Linked DNA regions of Sus scrofa: region 2 is linked to region 1. A link is a contact called in public HiChIP or PLAC-seq data. All regions are on one chromosome and are shown on one strand. The core of a region is the stretch at or near the end of the contact, and the rest is flanking DNA. Distances in the headings are between cores, read along the strand shown. Region 1 holds the start of NAPG (gamma-soluble NSF attachment protein). Region 2 has its middle 51 kb from the start of VAPA.

Evidence for each region. HiChIP or PLAC-seq counts read pairs in DNA pulled down with a chosen protein or histone mark.
Region 2: a contact with region 1 is called in an H3K27ac HiChIP or PLAC-seq map of alveolar macrophages, with 8 times the contacts expected there. The contact joins the enhancer-like site here to the promoter of NAPG in region 1. A contact is called at or near these places in 4 of 5 promoter capture datasets (fetal liver, fetal skeletal muscle and liver), 29 of 47 Hi-C or Micro-C datasets (adipocytes, adipose tissue, alveolar macrophages and 18 more) and 2 of 2 datasets of contacts at active chromatin or transcription factors (alveolar macrophages and skeletal muscle).

What each region holds. Positions count from the first base shown.
Region 1 is chr6:97,973,623-97,976,299 of Sscrofa11.1, forward strand. NAPG (gamma-soluble NSF attachment protein) reads right to left here and starts at 1,352. Exons shown (of 12, transcript XM_021096051.1): 1 at 912-1,352. The coding sequence starts at 967. It overlaps LOC106508392 (a long non-coding RNA gene), which reads left to right and starts at 1,145. Exons shown (of 3, transcript XR_002344996.1): 1 at 1,145-2,385.
Region 2 is chr6:98,202,321-98,204,997 of Sscrofa11.1, forward strand. No RefSeq gene overlaps it. Among named protein-coding and RNA genes, the nearest start is that of VAPA, 51 kb to the right of the region's middle. Within about 2 kb of position 1,356, at least 4 of the 83 cell types and tissues checked have an H3K27ac peak or open chromatin away from gene starts, as enhancers often do. A contact at or near this core is called in alveolar macrophages, where this site is marked.

The sequences.
Region 1 (2,677 bases), core at 102-2,601:
GGCAGCGTACAAGAAAGTGTAAGTCACTGAGCGAGCCCCAGCTCTACCGAACCAGACACTCTGGAATAGCGGCGGCAATCCAGGGTGTAAAAAGCCCTGAGAAGTATTAAAGCTTGAGAAGGGCTGAAGCACATAAGTAAGCAGTGGGACCTGTGAGACTGCAGCACAGGAGAGGCCAGAGAATGACCGAGGAGTCATCAGCAGATGCCACACCAAGGGCCCCATAAGTTTCTCTAGGAAGACTGCAGAGAAAAGCCAGGAAGACTGCAGAGAAAGGCCAGAAAGACTACAGAAAAGACACTCAGGGAGACAGAGGGAGTCAGCAAGAAAGACTCCAATGAGCCACCAGGGGACAGGAAGGACCACCTGAAAGACGAGGACGACTGGAAGACAGAAGCTGCTTTCCAGGATTCCAGGATTACTTGGCATCTCAAACGCCACACCAAAGTACAATCCGATTGAATCCTTATCTAACCTGCCCTTTCTGCAATACTTTAATTTCAGAATAATTTCAGGCTTACAGTTTAGTGACTGTCAAGCTTAGGTGTGCTTACAAATTGCCCAATGAACATCATCTTTAATTCTAAACTTCAGTTAGTGACGACCTGCTTACGACTCTGCCAGCTTCCAAGGGACCAGGGGACACCTTAACTGAGGAAAAAGAGGGGCTACCGGCCTAGGTGGGGGGAGCCCCCAGACTGCCGGGCTCCGGGGTACCAAAGAGCCCCCACTGCCCCCATCACCCGAGCCGCGACAACTTCCGGGTCGACGGTAGCGCTTCCGGGCCAGCGCCCACCCCCCCAAGCCCCGCTCGCCCGCCCCTGCGCCCCCCGCGCGATGCTAACTCGGACAGCTCTCGGAGGGGCCCGGCCCCGGCGTCCGGCCTGGGCCGCGCTGGGCCTCTCACTCACTATTTCTCTGCTTTGGCGAGGTGCTCCAGTCCCTCGTTTATCTTCTGCGCCGCCATCTCCGCGGTGCGGCCCTGACGTGGAGGCCGAGAGCCCGCCGAGTGGGCGTGGGAACGCCGAGGAGGAGGCCGGGACGGCGCCGCTGCCGCTCCACCGGGGCCTGCAGGGCTCAAACCAAGTGCGGCGAAGCGGCCCGGGAGCCGCGCAGGAAACGCCGCGCAGGCGCAGAGCGCCCGAGCTGGCCGCTAGCTTGTCTCCATGCGCAGCAGTGGTGGGTAGTGAGGGAGGTTCTCTCATTCATTCGTTCGTCAAGCACCGGTTTGTCGAACACCTACTATGCGTCAGACACTGTCCTAGTGCCGGCAGGTCGCCAGGGAGAACGAGAGACCGAGTCCGGCCCTCGTGGATCTCGCTTCCCGCTCCCTTGAAAGCGCATTGGCACTGCGATCCGTGACCGCATAGACTCGTTTATTTTTTACTACATGTGCGCCCCTACCGCCTGTCGGTCACCGTCAGGTAACCCCTGACAGATGCTCAGAAGTGAGCACTCCGTGACGTTCGGGAGCGAGGTTCGCCAGCAAGGGTCTGGCAGAAATAACAGTAACTCCGTGTCCGACTCACATTTCGTGGGGTTTCAACACCTGCAAGGTGATTCTGCGATAGCATTGCAGCTCCTTGGTCTCCACCCAACTAGCTCATACTCTCATCCCCAGGATCACACCCTCGACCTTACCAGTCATGGGTAACTAATTACTAGTGACTGTGCCCCCGACGCATCACTTTCAAGCAGACACTTTATTTCTTGCTGTCTTCTAGCTCTGATAATTTTTCACCTTCAGCAGAACTCCCACCTCTTCCTGGCCTCTGCTCCTGTTCACACCTCCCTGTTTACCCATTATAAGCTCCATGTTCCATCATTGTAACTACTCTTCTGCGTGTGCATCAGCCTCCCTGGCCCTCTTCCTTTCTCCTTGTATGGAAAAGCCCCTGTTCTCTACGGACTGGAACTGCTCTGAGCAATTGAAAGTGGTTGGAGAAAAACAAAGCAGCAACATGCTAACGTGACCCGTCCCTGGAATCTGTGCTCATACATGTCAAGGAGGCCCTGGTGCAGCTAAGTTCCTGAACTGCATTTCACTGGACCAGTCATCCAAGGGCGAAATCTCTTCCTGGACCATCTTGGGCCCTCTAGGTGTGACTCTGTAAACTAGACTGGGCAAGATGGAGGAACAGGGGGAAAAGCACACATTTATTTAACAGAGGTTTTGTGCGACACGAGAGCCTTTATAAGGAAATGAAGACCCGCAAAAGTGGTTACTCCTGTGTTTTTATGCTTGCTGTGCTAAAGGCTGGAAAGTCCTGGGAAAACACGATGGGACAAGGGCAGGAGCCCAGCACAGTGACCTGTGGAAACTAGCAAGGCCTTTGTTCTCACCACCTTCAGCACCTCTGTCTTCAGAGTGTTCCTGTCCTCCAGGTACAGGTAGCTCATCTCTCACATAGGGTATATGGGGTTCGGGAAACGCTGTCCCCAAATACGGCACCTTGGCACATGGAACCCAGCAGAAAATCCACAGTCTAACTGGTCCTTCAGTCATAATTTCTTTATTAAGGCTCCCACATCACCTAAAACTTCTGTTCAGTGAATCTGTAGTCTTTCCTCCTATTAATCTGTCTGTCACTTTCATGTTCAGACCCAGCCAGGGGCCTAAGAGGGTTGAGGAGAACTTTTTCCTCCCTTACAGGGTCTCATGGGAGAAGGGAGGAAT
Region 2 (2,677 bases), core at 106-2,605, 230 kb after region 1:
GAAAGTAAGAAAGGAAAATGTCCTGGAAGTTTCCAGCAGTCTCCTACTTACTTCTGCCCCCCAAAGAAATGTTTTAGGGGTATAAACGCTCCCCAGTAACAGCAGGGTCTCTGGGTGCAGAGGGAGAGTGACACGGGGAAGGCAGGGCTGCTGCCACAGCCGTGCCAATTTCATGGGAAATCGGCTATCCTCACTTTGTAAAAACCCACCACAAGGCTTGCTGGGATTCCCAAAATGCTTTTATTTGTTTGGAGCAGTAAATATCTTAAAAATAACATTTTTTTTCTCTAAAAGTCTGTGTGGCAGTTTGTTTGTTTGCTTTTCACAGATGCTTCCAGGCTGAATTTGTGGAACATGGTTTGGAAAACACAAAAATTGTTTTAATCTTTATGGTCATTACAAAATGTCTTCTTAGAAGTCAAAGAACATCATTAGAAATGTTATGCAAAGGAGTAAACCTAAAACTAGTCCCCCAAAGTCAAAATCAGATTTTTTTAATTGAAAGTGTCCAGAGGCATCATTCCTTTCCATTGAGATAGGTCGGGGAAGTCTATTCACTCATTCTGAGGATAAACCATCTAATGGGGCTAATGAACTCCACCCAGGGCTCTCTGCACAGCCTAATGAGAAGCAGCCATTCCCAGTGGCCCCCACCCTCTGCGGTCCCTTCCAGGTGGCTTCCAGAGCTGCTCGGGAAGAATTCTTGGTCTGGGGCGAAATGCCCCTCTCATCACAGTGGGGAAACCATCCTTCAGGACCAGATCTCATTACCCGGAGGCGCTCCCACCTCTGCCCACCTGCTCGGTGTGTCAGGCTTGCACTTCTGAGGACAGAGATCCCATGTTGCTGTGGCTTTGGTGTAGGCCAGCAGCTATAGCTCTGATTCGGCCTCTAGCCTGGGAACATCCATATGCCATGGGTGTGGCCCTAAAAAAGCAAAAAAAAAAAGTTGTTTAACTTTTGAGTGAAGGATTGGATACAGATAAACATAGCACCAGATGCAATTATAAGACATTATAAAAAATTACTGCTGACAACGAAAGCATTGAAATGATTGAAATTAAAGGTATTATTCTATAGTATCTTTTCATTAAAGACATCACAAGGGTTTACTCACATCATTGCTATAATTATCCCTGTTTTATCATTGAAAAACAAACATCACATCAACTATCTGTTGTCTTCTAAAGGAGAGGGGAGACGTTTCACACCTATCCTTAGAATCAAGACAAATGCTTCCTTCAGTTGGCAGTTGCCCTCTGAATAAAAAACATAGTAGTTTGATTTGCTCAAGATGATAAACCAACTAGTTGGGATTGCTCAGGTTCTAGCCTCAAGACCTAAGACCATGCTGCCACCTGGTGGTAGCATCAAATTTTACAACAGTTCATTCTGAGAGCCAGCCGGCCTTGTCAGTTCCCTACTTCCGAAGTGAAAAGGTGGTTATCATTTAACTTCAAGAAAAAATGAAAGGGTCTGAGGGACAGGGTGCTGGAGGTGACAAATTAAAACCAAACATCCAAATCCATAGAAAAGCCATTATTCCATCCCTCCCGTGGAACCCAGCCTGACCCCACTGCCCCCTGGAGGCCAGTCACCTGTGAAAAGAGCCTGGCTCTGCCTGTGGGCCAACTACCCCTTCAGGAGAGTGTTTCTGGATCAGTTTCCTCCTACAAAACCATGGAAGCGAATCCCCTCCTCATATTAAGAATGGCATTGTAGAGATCTAGAGAACTTTTATTTTTATTTACCTTTTTTTTGAGATGGGTTTTAAATCTAAGTATCTAAGCTAACGAGAGAAGAGAGCAACCAGCCTGCTCTTGACCTGAGGCTGCCTGTCCTTTGGCACAGAAAGGAGGCCTCGTCCAAAAATCGAGAGAAGGGAACATGCGGGTCCCAGATTGTCATGTCTTCGCAAACACATGTAGAGAGGAACTTCTGATTTTACCACAATGCCTACGTGTTGGTTTGGAAATTAGCACCTTCCTTTCACTAAAAAGCTCCAAATATTTTCCACAAGTGGTCAAATGTTTATCAAAATAACTGAACGTGTTATGTCTAGTGACACCCTTTGGACGGCACTGGACAGGCCCCCAGGTCCACGGGCCCAGAGTGGGCCTGGGCATCCACTGCTCCGGATGGTGAGGGTAGGGACACTCCCTCCACCTTTGCTCCTGGAGGCACTACTGCCAAGTGACCAGAGAATGTACCGTCCTGTTGACTTTCCAACCCATGCCGCAGAAACTAGGGATCTCCACAGATCTGGTAGACTGGAGGTGGCTGAATAAGGAGACTAGATCCTGGCCTGTGTGAATGCATTGCTGAGACTTAACTTTTCAAGATAACCGAGAAGGGCAGGTCGATGTGGCGGCTGTGCCATGTGGACTGGCCATGAGTGGTGGCTGCTGTTCCCAGCTCCCTATGAACACTCAAGAAGTGCCTTAGGGACCGCTGCCACGACAGAGGGATGCAGAGACAACAAAGTTGAGAGCTTGTACAAGTGACGTGGAAGCCAGCCCCCAAACCCGGTGCCTAAGCCACAGCCTCGTCCTCCTCCTGCCCCCAGCTCTACTGGGACTGCAAACAGGGGCAGGAACCCTGGCAAGGACTGGTCATCTGAGGGAGTCCCACTGAGAACCCAAAAGGATGACTGTCTCCTTCACAAATTTCAAGGTCA